Regions from separate parts of the Mus musculus genome. Here region 1 is linked to region 2. Evidence: chromatin contacts called from public targeted proximity ligation data. All regions are on one chromosome and are shown on one strand. The core of a region is the stretch at or near the end of the contact, and the rest is flanking DNA. Distances in the headings are between cores, read along the strand shown. Region 1 overlaps Gldc (glycine decarboxylase). Region 2 overlaps Ric1 (RAB6A GEF complex partner 1).

What was found.
Region 1: a contact with region 2 is called in a targeted proximity ligation map of pancreatic cancer cells. A contact is called at or near these places in 1 of 130 datasets of targeted methods (pancreatic cancer cells) and 1 of 9 other capture datasets (embryonic stem cells).

Annotation. Positions count from the first base shown.
Region 1 is chr19:30,111,356-30,117,821 of GRCm38.p6, reverse strand. Gldc (glycine decarboxylase) reads left to right here. Exons shown (of 25, transcript NM_138595.2): 18 at 1,274-1,423; 19 at 2,522-2,634; 20 at 3,959-4,100. Among named protein-coding and RNA genes, the nearest start is that of Gldc, 61 kb to the left of the region's middle.
Region 2 is chr19:29,601,998-29,608,166 of GRCm38.p6, reverse strand. Ric1 (RAB6A GEF complex partner 1) reads right to left here. Exons shown (of 26, transcript NM_001081319.1): 24 at 5,717-5,894; 25 at 5,387-5,575; 26 at 2,246-4,306. The coding sequence ends at 4,018. Among named protein-coding and RNA genes, the nearest start is that of Ermp1, 43 kb to the left of the region's middle.

The DNA.
Region 1 (6,466 bases), core at 3,287-5,786, 510 kb before region 2:
CCTACGCAAAAGCCCCCGAAAGGATGCTGAAAACGCACAGCCCCGTTCATCTTTTCCACCCTCCACTTCCTCTCCATTGCCTTTTTCCCCCCTGGAAATATTCTGGGTCCCTTGTAGTTATCAAACTTGTCCAATATAGAATATATGGAATATGAGTTGATTTTCCTCCCTTATTACCGCTGCTCTCATTTACTTGCCAAGAAAAACCAAGTAGAATTACCCTACTATGTACAGTTGCTTTCTTGGGGGTGGGGGGGTGGGGAGTGAAGTAGGCACAGTGACACACACTTGTAACACCAGCAATTCAAAGGAGAGGCAGGAGTTCAAAGCCATACTTGGCTACAAAGCTAGGAGTCAGTCTGAGTACAGCCTGGTGGTGGTGGTGGTGCACGCCTGTAATTCCCAGCACTTGCGAGGCAGAGGCAGATGGAGCTCTGATTTCCAGGATCGTCTGGTCTACAGAATGAGTTCCAGGACAGCCAGAGCTACCCAATGAATCGCTGTCTCAAGGAACCAAGAAAAAAAAAAAATCCCAAACCAAACTAACCAGCCAAACAAACAAAACAAACCTGTTTCCAAAACAACGGAAGTGGGGGAGATTTTTATGAAAACCACAACACTTACCACGCTTCTGTGGGAAGGAAGGTAGGACTGTGTACAGCAAAACAAACAAACAAACAAACAAACAAACAGAAATGAGCAGAAAGGCTAGCTAGAAGATTAGTCATGAACAGAGAGACACCTCCCCACCACCATCCAAACAGCCTGAGATCATTTTTTGAGGTGGTTTGAACCAAAGCAGAACCATTTTACAGAACTGGACTCAAGCTATTCAAAAGTCTTCTGAGCAGCCTCTTGGTTCTGGCTTAATTTGTTGAGATGCAGTCTCATGTAACCAGTGGTTACAGTGTACCCAGGATAGCTCTGTTTACTCAGTGCTTCGTTATTGGCGCTTACTGCTCTTAATTGGCACAGGGAGCAAGCCTGGGGCTCTCTCTGTGCATGCTAGGCAAAGCCCTCTGTCACCTGAGCCATATCCAAAGTCTGATGTCTTTATCCTAAAAGGGCTTTGCTGCTGCTTTGGGGTGATTTATGAAGGACCATTTGGTTGTGCAGCAACCACAGTTGTAGACTGAGATATTGTCAAGAATTCAAACATCAAGATTTTACCTTCCCTCATCCTATAAAATAAAAAGCGAAAATAAAAAGAGAAGTCTTGGCTGAGAAAGGATCAGATAGATCACTTCCTCTCCCCATTTCCCGCTCTCCACAGGTGGACCAACACAAGGAGAACCTGGCCGCCATCATGATCACGTATCCATCTACCAATGGTGTATTTGAAGAGAATATCGGCGATGTGTGCGCCCTGATTCACCAACACGGAGGACAGGTCTACCTCGACGGGGCGAACATGAATGCCCAGGTGCAGATACTTAGTGCCCGTTGGAAAAGGAATATAGAGTTTTCTTTTTAATTTTTTAAAGGTTAATTTTATTGTGAAACCAAGCAGCTTATATTGTCAGGAGTGCCATTCCTCCGGGGACATGACCTGGCAAGTTCTCAGTTCCCTAGATGATGGAGTTTTAGAACCAAGTTCTGGGCAGCCATTGGTAGATGCTCAGTTCCCATGGCCCACTTTACCTGGGGTTTTTAACATCATCAGGACCTCCAGGGATTCAGTCCTGCCTTCCTCGGTTGCAGGAGTGACTGCCAGTGAACAACTGCCTCCTTAACTTTTTCCTTCCTTCGTTTGAATCGTTTGATTCCGTTCATAAGTGCAGTCCAGGGGTCGTGCTCTGCTTCAGCAGCAAACGTGTCTTTCCACCTTCATCGGCGGCTGGATTCCCAGTTGAATAGCGCAGCTAGGTATCTGTATTGTCTCAGGAAAATTGGCAGCCTCACTCCCTCCTCCTCAGCCCAGCATCCTCTAGGACCCAGAGTCTAGGTGCACATAATAAATACCCAGCCTTGAACTGGCCAGGGAAGGTGGTGCTGATCCTGTAAAAGCTGCCTGTTCCATAGAGTGAACACATTGCAGCTCAGGGTTAGTAGTGCTGCCTCTCCTTTCTCCTAAGGTAGATATTTAGTTAAGGACTGCCCCAGCGCGTGTTTTTAAATCTGAATAGGGCTAAAGGTTCAGTTTCCATTTCCAAAGAAACCACAGTCACTTTGACTGTGGAATGCCAGGTTGTCTACAGAATCTTTTAGGAACACCTTTTACGGTAAATATTTAAGTTTGTGTGTGTGTGTGTGTGTGTGTGTGTGTGTGTGTGTGTGTGTGTGTGCATGTGGAGGTCAAAGGAGAACTTGCTGGAGTGGGTCTTCGGGATCAAACTCAGGTAGTAAAACTTAGTGTCAAACGCCTTTACTCACTGAACCAGCTCACCGGCCCCTAGGAAGCTTTTCTGTGGGCTTTATGGGTGTGGCTCTGCTGCTCCTTTCCTGGGGAGACAAACAGCCCAGAACAGCATGTCCTTCCTGCGTGCTAGGAAGTTGACTTTCGCTCTTTCCCTTTGGATAGGTGGGAATCTGCCGCCCTGGGGACTTTGGGTCAGACGTCTCTCACCTAAATCTTCACAAGACCTTCTGCATTCCCCACGGAGGGGGCGGTCCTGGCATGGGGCCCATCGGAGTGTGAGTTGTGGGGTGCTGGCTTCGGGATTGTTTAGAAAGCAGCATGCATGGCCCAAAACTTCTTATTCTTCCTATCCGAGTCTTCAAGTCCGAGGAATTAACCTTCATGTCTAGTGCACTTCCAGCAGCTGGATGCACAGCTGGAGTGTTTTAGATTAGGTCCAAAGAAAAAACGGTATTCACTTAGTAACCATGGTATCCACTCAGCCTCTCTGGGCTCCGAGAGCATGCTTGTTAAACAATGAGCAGGAAGCCGTTCTAAAGTATAAGGGGTCAGAGCTAGAATGTTAGTACCTGTGTCATGGATTTGACCGCACATTTCCAAGAGTTATTTATTTATTTATTTATTTATTTATTACACTTTTCCTTAAAAAAAAAATAGCTTATAATTGCTGGGTGTGGTGGCACTTGCCTTTATTCCCCGCAGTCGGGAGGCAGCGGCAGGCAGATCGTTGTGATTTCAAGAGCAGCCTATTCTACAGATCAAGTCCAGGACAGCCAGAGCTGTTACACGGAGAAACTCTGTCAACACAACAAAACCAAAAAAAAAAAAAAAAAAAAAAAGCTTATGACAATATTGAGAGTGATTTAGTTGGAAGGCAGACAGCGAACTCCATTTAGGTTTAATTTTCATCATGTCTTTGATGAATAAGGTGGAAACAAATTTTATTACCAGAGGTAACTGGTTGACGTCAACATGGATGACGGAATATATTTTAGCTGTTGATCGTTTCCTCGCTATAGTAACAGCATTATCCAGAGCTCCTGGAGTTTTCAAAATGTGTGGTGGTGATCGGGGCAGGGATGTGTTTAGCGTTGCTGGGAGCCCGGCTGTCTTTTCCTTTTGATCTATATTACGTATAGCTAATGAGTGTCCCGGGTGGTTCAGAGGGTGCATAGTAGGGCAGTGTTCGTGGGTTAGGCTCCAAGTGGAGGGCAGGGGCATCAGATCAGCAGCCTGCCGTAGCCAACAGATAGCTTGAAGGATGCAGGTTGCTATGAGGAGGCTGTGTGGGGCTGCCGCTGCCAAGTTGTCCACCACAGTCCTTGGAAGCTACTAGAGGGGAGGGAGGAGAGGGAGGAAGGGAGGGAGAGAGGGAGGGAGGGAGGGAGAGAGGGAGGGAGGGAGAGAGGGAGGGAGGGAGGGAGGGAGGGAGAGAGAAATGAATTGAGAGAATCCACCTGAGTTGCTTTCTGGTAATTTGTCCCCTACAAGTGTCATGTCCCTACCACCATGAGTGTTCAGAGCTCCTAGAGACGGTGGCCACTTGGTTCAGTTGCGTCTTTTCCGCATCATTTCAATGTGCGCTTTAAACCAACACAGGAAGAAGCACCTCAGCCCCTTTCTGCCCAGCCACCCCGTCATTTCCATAAAGCCAACTGAAGGCACCTGGCCCGTGGGCACTGTCAGTGCAGCCCCGTGGGGTTCCAGCTCCATCCTGCCCATTTCATGGGCTTACATTAAGGTGAGCTTAAGAACACGCGTGACTGTGGGGCGGTGGGACTCACTTTCTCAGAGGGGCCAAAAATGAAATCTGTGACCTGAGAAGGGACCCAGGGGACAGTGCTGATGACTGGGGTAGAGGGAAACCTTCTAGAAAGAGCCACCCAGAACTGTTTCATCTGTTTCTTTGGGCTCTCATGATGGCTTTACATTTTTTCCAGACATGATTAAGTTCCATGAGTCATGCGGCTGTTCTGGCTGCGTCATTTGGTTTCCTGTTGGGTACACACAGCTCCATGCAAGTGAAAAGCACTGTGCGTGGTCATCGTGACGCTTTGCTGCGATCCTGGGGTACAGGATAGTGTGCATTTCTTGGCAGCACGGAGGATGAGATATGATGTATCGAGAATTTGGGGGTGGTTCTAGAACCCTGAGCAGTCTCAGGACTTGGGGAACTGTGATTTTAGGGGTAATTGAGCTTGACCGAGAGAGTCGGCTTACCCCCCTTGTCCTTCTCCACGGAAATATTCAAGCCGGAATTGATTTTATGCAGTTCTTGTTCAGACTGGCCTGCCCACGTCCTAGGGTCCAATCTGTGAATAGGCACTCTTGCTAGGTTGTTAATTAGAGCAGCCTTTTCATACCAGTGGCTCTTGTTAAAGAAAGGGTAGCCTCGAGTGAGACAAAATCGCAAACTCAACTATACAAATTGTGCTGGGTAATTGTGGGGCTTGCTCTGTTTGAATGCGATGACATTTATGACTCTTCTTTAGAAGATTGTTATTTTCTATTTTGAGACCCAGTCTCCTTATATAGTCCAGTCTGGATACAAGCCTATGATTCTCTTGTATCAGCCCCCTAAGTGTGGGACTGACTATAGGCATGGATGGTCATGAGACTGCCCGGTATTTATGACTTCTTTTTACGTAATAGTTTGAGACTTTGTTTATTGTATGTTTATGGATGTTTTGTCCGTTTATATGTCTGTGTACTGTGTCTATACAGTGCCTTTTGGGTATATTAGATTGCCTGGGATTGGAATGGCACATTTAGGTATTAGCCACTGTATGGGTCCTGAAAACAGGAAGAGCAGCCAGTTTTTTTAAGCACTAAGTCATTTCTCCAGTCCCTATAATTCTTACTTTATTTTTGTTCCCCCCCCTTTTTGGTTTATTTTTGTTTTTGTTTTTGTTTTTGAGACAGGCGTCTTTGCGCTCCTAACCCAGCTGCGTCTGTCTCCCGAGTCCTGGCCTTCCCAGCATGCATCTCATTCAAGCATGCCCAGCTTCATTTATGATTTTTAATGAAAAGTTTATTGGAAGCAAAGGCAACAGTTCTGTGCCCTGGAGCCTTGAAGCTGCCTTTGAAATGTTGTGCAAGTCGTTTGCAAATTAGAGGAACACGCCCGAAGAGAATGAAAATTGTCTTCTTTGCAAACAACCAAACCCCCAGTTCCCTTTGATCCATGGATCCTGTAAAATTGGGCTATTTGTACGAACAAATTTGGTCTGGAGATGGTTTCTTACATATAGAAAGTAAAGTCCCTAAGGCTGTTTTGGTCATAAGCCCAGAATACCAAACCGAGCATGAGTGTTAAAGCTAAGTAAGTAGTGTTTGTTTGAGCCTTATCTTATTTCAGGCTATTACTTCTCCCATAGACACACTGGGTGGAGCTTCTTCATTATCCTCTGCACCCATTGTGGATACTCTCTCCCCGATGCCCCTGAACCCCTCCTGATGTCCTTCTACTGTCACTGCCTGGTCTCACCAGCATGCGCTTTGGCCCCATCCCACTGAGAATAAAACCCAACTGATGTGTCCTTGTGCTTGGAGCCACCATCATGTAGGAAGGGAAGTGGGAAGTTGGCTGGGCCATGTCCATGTCAAAGCAAAGACTTAGGACTTGAGATCCTAATCCACGCTGCTGCGGTGACTCCCAGATGACAGTCATGTGCCTTTCCCACTGTAAGCTGTTGTCAGTCCTCTCACTCGGCACTCCCCAACACCCTATTCCCAGACCCAACCTCCCCTCATTTGCTTGTTTTCAAGGTTCTGGTAGAGTTTACCATTCACTTTCAGATGGCTCACTAGGGTCACATTGCTCTCTCTTCACTTTGAACTTTGAACCGCTGTTTTGTTCAGTTGTGTGCTTGGATGTGAGGTCCCTCAGTCATGAACACTGGTGTAATCTTGATTTTTAAACCCTTTGCCCTTCATGTCCTTCACCCTGTATGATGGCAAGGACTCACCACCAAAATAAGAAAAGATTGAGGCTGGCAGTTGCTATACACAAACATGAACAACATTTACATTCCTCATTGTGGGCAATGGAAAGGCTAACCACACAAAATTGATCTGGTGGACTTTGGCCAAGATCTCATCAGATTC
Region 2 (6,169 bases), core at 2,812-5,311:
TTATAGCCTTGGTTAAATGGTGGTTTCCTCCTTGTGCACAAGCAATCAACACGAGAAGCTGTGCTGCAGCAGCACAGTGGCCCACGCCTTTAACCCCAGCACTTAGGGTGGGGGTGGGGAGGGGAGGTAGGTGGATCTTTGTGAGTTTGAGGCCAACCTGGTCTACAGAGTTAGACCAGGACAGCCAGGCTATTATGAAGAGAAACCCTGTCTTGAAAAACAAAACACAACAAACAAAAACCCCAAAACAATAACCAAAAAACCCAAAACAAACAAACAAAAAAGAAAAACTGTCTTCCAAAATTCCATAAGACAGTACAAGGAGGGGAAATCACAATACTAATCATAAACTTCGGTAAAGACTAGTATTCAAAAATATATAAAATCACGAGCCAACTAAAGATAAAAATAACCTTTTGGTTTGGCCTGGCCTGAACACGGTGGGAGCCACTGACATCAGGTGTAGGTACCAGACGCTGGGCCCTCATTTACAGCTAAGGGGCTTTAGTGAAGGCTGTCTAGCATAGAGAACTTGGTACTTCCTCAAGGACATAGTCACTCTATCAATAATCCAGCAACTGCACTTCTGGAGAGAATGGAAAACTCCCATACAGAAAGCCTTGTTCCCTTAGTCCCTCCCCTTCCTTTTCCTTGAGATGTCCAAGATCCTCAGCAGGCTTCCTGAACCCAAGGATGATGTGGTATAGCAGCACACTGTTTGCCGAGATACACACCTGTGGTCAACGTTAGGAGTTAGGCACAGTGAGAACCATGCAGAGCAGCGTGCTGTAATAAACGCCATTAGACCTGAGAAACTGTTAATGTTCCTTTTGGCCCTGGGAAACTGGGAAACTGAAGCCCTCGAGAGCAAGGCAGGGTGAGGGAGAATTACTGTGTGGAATGTTTATAGAGTTACCTAAAGTCAAACACCCAGACTGTAACCTTTAAACTGACAGTAAACACATTCACAAAACAGCATCATTCAGCTTTAAAAAAAGTCAAGTAGATATAGGAAAAATGTTCAAAGCATGATGCCAAGGTAATAAATGCCCTACTCTAGATGATCCACAAAGCATATAAGGGACATGGGGAACTGTGCAAATAATGTATAATTCTACCTACTAGAGAGGACGCCTAGTCTCTTGTACACATCTGTTTGCTTGGTGATCACATGGTGGGCATGATTTTCTATCATTTCTTCACTATGTCGTGAGCATGTGACGAGTGGTCCCAATATTCTGTCATCAGGCACTTGGATGTTCCCACTCTGTCTAAATACTCTAAATCAATGTTTCAACTTTGAGGTATTTCATTCAGGAGAATATAAGAAGGAGGACTTATTTTTGTGGCATTTAATACATACCCTTTTTTTTTTGCTGTTAACCTGAGATAAGTAAACAAAAGTTTACTTTTGTGTAGTCGTTTTATTACCCTTTACCAAGGGGGGCGGGGAGGAGGGAGTACACATACAGAAGCAGCAGCAACTTTAATTACAAGCAAAGGTTGTTTTTATCTCCAAATGATCTCTTTTGGTATCAGCAAGAAATTTAACCATATATATTAACTTTCAAATAGTTATGGCGAACATTTAAGTTCATTCAAGATATGGCTTACACAGGTGATATGTTTCAAACCAAACAATGCAGCAAAATACAAGTTTTAAAAAAATATACAACAACCAAAGAATAGTTTTTATTAAACTTGCCAAATGTCTTGCCTTGGTGTTTCCTAGTTCTACTAGTTACACACTATATATTTTTATCCGTGAGTCGTTCCCAGCTCAAACCACAGGAGTAACATCAGCTACCTCAGACCCGGCTTTAGATTGTGAGGTGTAGTCAGATGACTGGGTATGGCCGCACATGGCACATGCTGTAAACTCCACCTACTGGGACAGCTGAGGAAGGGTTACAAATAGCTGTTCAGCTTAGGCAAGGCTATGCCTCAAAAAAAAAAAAAAAAAAAAAAAAAAAAAGGACAGGGGTGGGGTGGGGTGGGGTGGGGTGGGGGTTGTGGGCTCTAACTTACTCGTGGGACACCTGCTTAGCTGAGCGGCCCCCTGCTCATCCTTAATACTGCACCTACCACAGAGTCAGATGAGCTCAGTGGCACTCAGGTGAGACATCGGAAAGACCACTGCTGCTTACTATGCTACACTGTTTTAATAACTAAATACTTACATTAGAAACTGACTACATACAAAAGAATTGCTGGCTTTTTTTTCCCTAATGGAATGGGACAGAAGAAATTTCAGCTTGCTTTATTTATTTATTCATTTATTTTGCAACACTGCATCTACGTATATAGGAAACCTTATTCTCTATTTTAAAATTCAGAACAAGGTGGTGGTTTGATACAACTTAAATAAAAATAGCACCAGAAGGACCAGGTACCAATAACATATTTCACCCATCCAGTAATTTTATTATGTAAAATTATTGCACTTCTAATGTAGAAAGTAAATAACAGTAATTACTAAATTCAATAATTTTAACTAGTTGGTGAAATTTGAAATAATTTCAAAATAATGCTGAGGTTTCCTCTAAAAGATACTGCCTAAGAGGACCTCGTCTATCTCTCTAGTTTAAAAGGCAGGGATAGAGGGCTGAACTCCACTTCTAAGCTATATCTGCATTAGAAGAGAGGCTGTTTTACATGGTGGTACGAATTTGGTCCACATCAAATACATTGTTGTTATAAAAATAAACAAGATTTTATAAAAAATAACATTGCATTCCTTGTTCAAATTGCACAGTACAAATAAGCTATCTAAAGTAATACTGTTATTAATAATTAGAATTACATGTGATAGGTATGTGTTTAGTCTGAAGCAACTGAATATGTAGTTCTGCTTTCATAATGTATGAAAAACTAAAATTTAAGTCACATCTAGAAATACATAAAATATTTTTAAACTTTATAATAAAGAATTTACAAACTAATTTTTAGTAGCTGATAATACAGGATCCCACAGTCTATTTACATAAAAGCCCGTTTTTATTCAATTTACAAAAGCAATAAATAAGAAACTACATTAATTTGCACAAAACCTGTTCCGCCTCATGATCAGTGGGATGACCACTACTTTACAGCTGGGCCAACAAACCTGTCTTCCTCTATGACAACTGCTCATTTTGGAAAGAAGAAAAAGTCTTGTCTTTATTCCAAGAGTGAGTATAGTCATGCAGAATCCAGCGTAAAACCTTACACATTATAATACACGCATTAAAAATATGGACAGTGCCTTTGAGTATATTTACATGAATATTCACAAAAAGATACAGTTCTTTGATACAAAATTTAGTGGTGTCAGCATAATTGATAAGAACCCCCTCACCCTCTGCCCACATTGATCTAGTAGGAAATTAAGCTTGCTAAAACAGGCACATTAACTCACAGGTAAATAGCTTCCGTCATTCAGGACTGCTAGTCAACAGAGTACCAAAGCCAAAGGGTCTCTGTCCACTGACCCACACTGTGCAAGAGTAGGATTCAAAGGACCAATCAGAGTCCCGCTGACTCTATACAAGGAAGCAAACAAGTAGCTCAGTTACCTGATGAGCTACAGCACCTTAACACATATTTAAAAGAAAGTTAAAAACAAACAACCCACCCCACAAAAACAAAACCAGTCTAGACACACACTAAACCAGAAAATATATAAGCTGTAAGTAGTGAAAAAGTAAGCTCGCTTGGGGCAAAATAATCCCTCCTGTTAAGAATAATCCCTACAACTACCAATCTGTTGTAAATAAAATCAAAATATTCCATGTGTGCATCTATATACTGTTCACTACTTTCTATTGCAGCTTAAATTTTTCTTATGAAAGATGCTTTGATACCACACTTTTTTTTAAGGAGTCAAAGAGATTTAGAGGAAGAGTTCATTAAATTATAATACTTTACGAAAGAGTTCTGACCCAAGTTCTTTTACCTGTTAAGTCATTCGGCAGGCCACAATGACTCAGTTGCAAGCTGCTGTGACTAATACTGCCCGCTGTGCCGTGCTCACTGCTGTCAGGACACAGAACAGTCATAAGCCCCATCCTGAAGTGGCTCCTCCTCATCCGCCTGTGTTGTGTCCTCTTCTTTCCGGCTGACCACGTTGTTACTCCCAGGCTCACTCTGAGAGATGCTCCCATGGCTGCAAGAGCCTCTGTTCTCCTCTGCCCGGGGACTGGTCTGTTCAGGAGTCTTACCCACTGTTACTGGCTGGAAGGTGTCAGGCTGGACCAGTTCTTCTGTTATCTCACTGAGCTTCTGCAGTTGTGGCTTAATGATGTTTAAAAATGGCTTATATCCAGGGCTGAGTAAAGGGGGAAAAATTAGCTGTCATCTGCTATAATTCAAAAGACTTGATAGAGGGGCTAGCTAAGGAGATGGCTGTTAGTTGATAAAGTGCCTGTTGTGCAGGCACGCGGTCTTGAGTTCGATCCCTAGGACCCACCGACAAAGCTGGTGTGCTGGTGCTGACAAGACACAGATAGGATTTCTGGAGGCATGCTGGACAGCCAGCCAGCCTAGCCCAATCAGTGAGCCCCAGGTCCCAGGGAGAGATCCGTCTTAAACAACAAAGTCAATAGCTCCTGGGAAATGACACCAGAAGCCGACCTTTATCTTTTGCACATGTGCACAAGTACCAATGCAAAGTACCCACAAGCACAACTTGGTTAAGTGCACAATAAGAAACAAGGAACGAAAGACTTTAGACTCTAAGGGATCATTGCAAAGTATCTAACTTAAACTCATTTTGCAATTACAGAAAACCAGATCTAAGGGAAGAAAAGAGCTTCAAATCTATACTTGACTGCTGACAAGGACAGGACCTCACTCCCACCTGCTGCTTCTAACTGGGAGATGCTAGTAGCTGTCATGGAGCCTTGACATTTACATAGACTACATAACCTGTCTTTCTGAATACTTAGCCACAGAACTACCAATCTAAGTTCTAGCCTCATGACCACTTGTATGGCATAAATTTTAAGCCAGCATTATATGTTCACGTTATAAACTAACCAACATTATAAGCTATTCAATGGACAGTACCCATTCAAGAGCCTGAGTACAAATTGGTTAAAGGAAAACTACTTTAAAACATAAGTATGAAAGTATTTTTTAAGTTCCATAAACTTAAAACTGTCCAAATGAGTGAACTTTAAGTTCTTGCTTTTTTGGGACAGGTATCATATGCAGTTCTGGATGACGGGAAGCCTGCTATTTAGATTAGGCTTACCGCAAACCCACAGAGGTCTGCCTGCTTCTGCCTTCCAAGTGCTGGGACTTAAGGGATGTGCTACCTACCTGGCAGTTATAATGGTCCTAATGTGACAAAGCCATCATTCGCCAAAGGATACCATGCTTATTATGGAAAGCAGCATTCACTCACCAGTCTGTAGAGGCCCAGCGGTCCACTGCTTGCAGCCCTGATTTTATGTTCTGTAACATCTCTCCATCCATCTCGGAAGACTGAGCAATCCCAAGAAGCTGACTGACCACTGAGGATTCTCTGAGAATCAGGCCGATGACAACACACCAGTCCAGACATCCCGCCTCCATGAAAATGTGCAGCAAATAGCTAGACATAAAGCAGCAACACAAGGATCTGTATGAATGACAATAGCTGACACACACAAAGGGAGGGCAGCAAGTACGCAGAGGGATCCATCTGCACAGAGACCTCCGGGCTCTCTGTGTTCTCAAACTCGGAGACACTCACCGAAGCTGGACCTGAGATTTATGGGGTCCTTTACTCGCCAACTCCATGGAGATGTGCTCTAGCTCAGACTGGGTCAAGCTGAGGGTGGAGAAGTTTTCATCCACCATTGTCCAGTCTCCATCCACCACGGAGCTGCTTTCAGTCAGGTCTGTAGCTGAGCCAATGCTGCACTCATCCCCTGACAAAGAAATCGCACAAGTTATTAAGTGAGCTTTTCATTTCACAAATGAGTGTTTTCCCTTTCATTATAAATGTTGCTTTTAAAATGCTAGCTTCTCTTCAAGATTTCAAAGTAAAAACATTCAATCTACTGCTAAAATAGCCATTATATGAACAACAAAAAATTATATGCCTTAGGATGGGAAAATATTCTAATTTTACAATTAAAATTAATAGCAGTTGGGAGCCTTCACACATGACAAAAGCTTCACCCAGCAGTGATGATAAAATGAT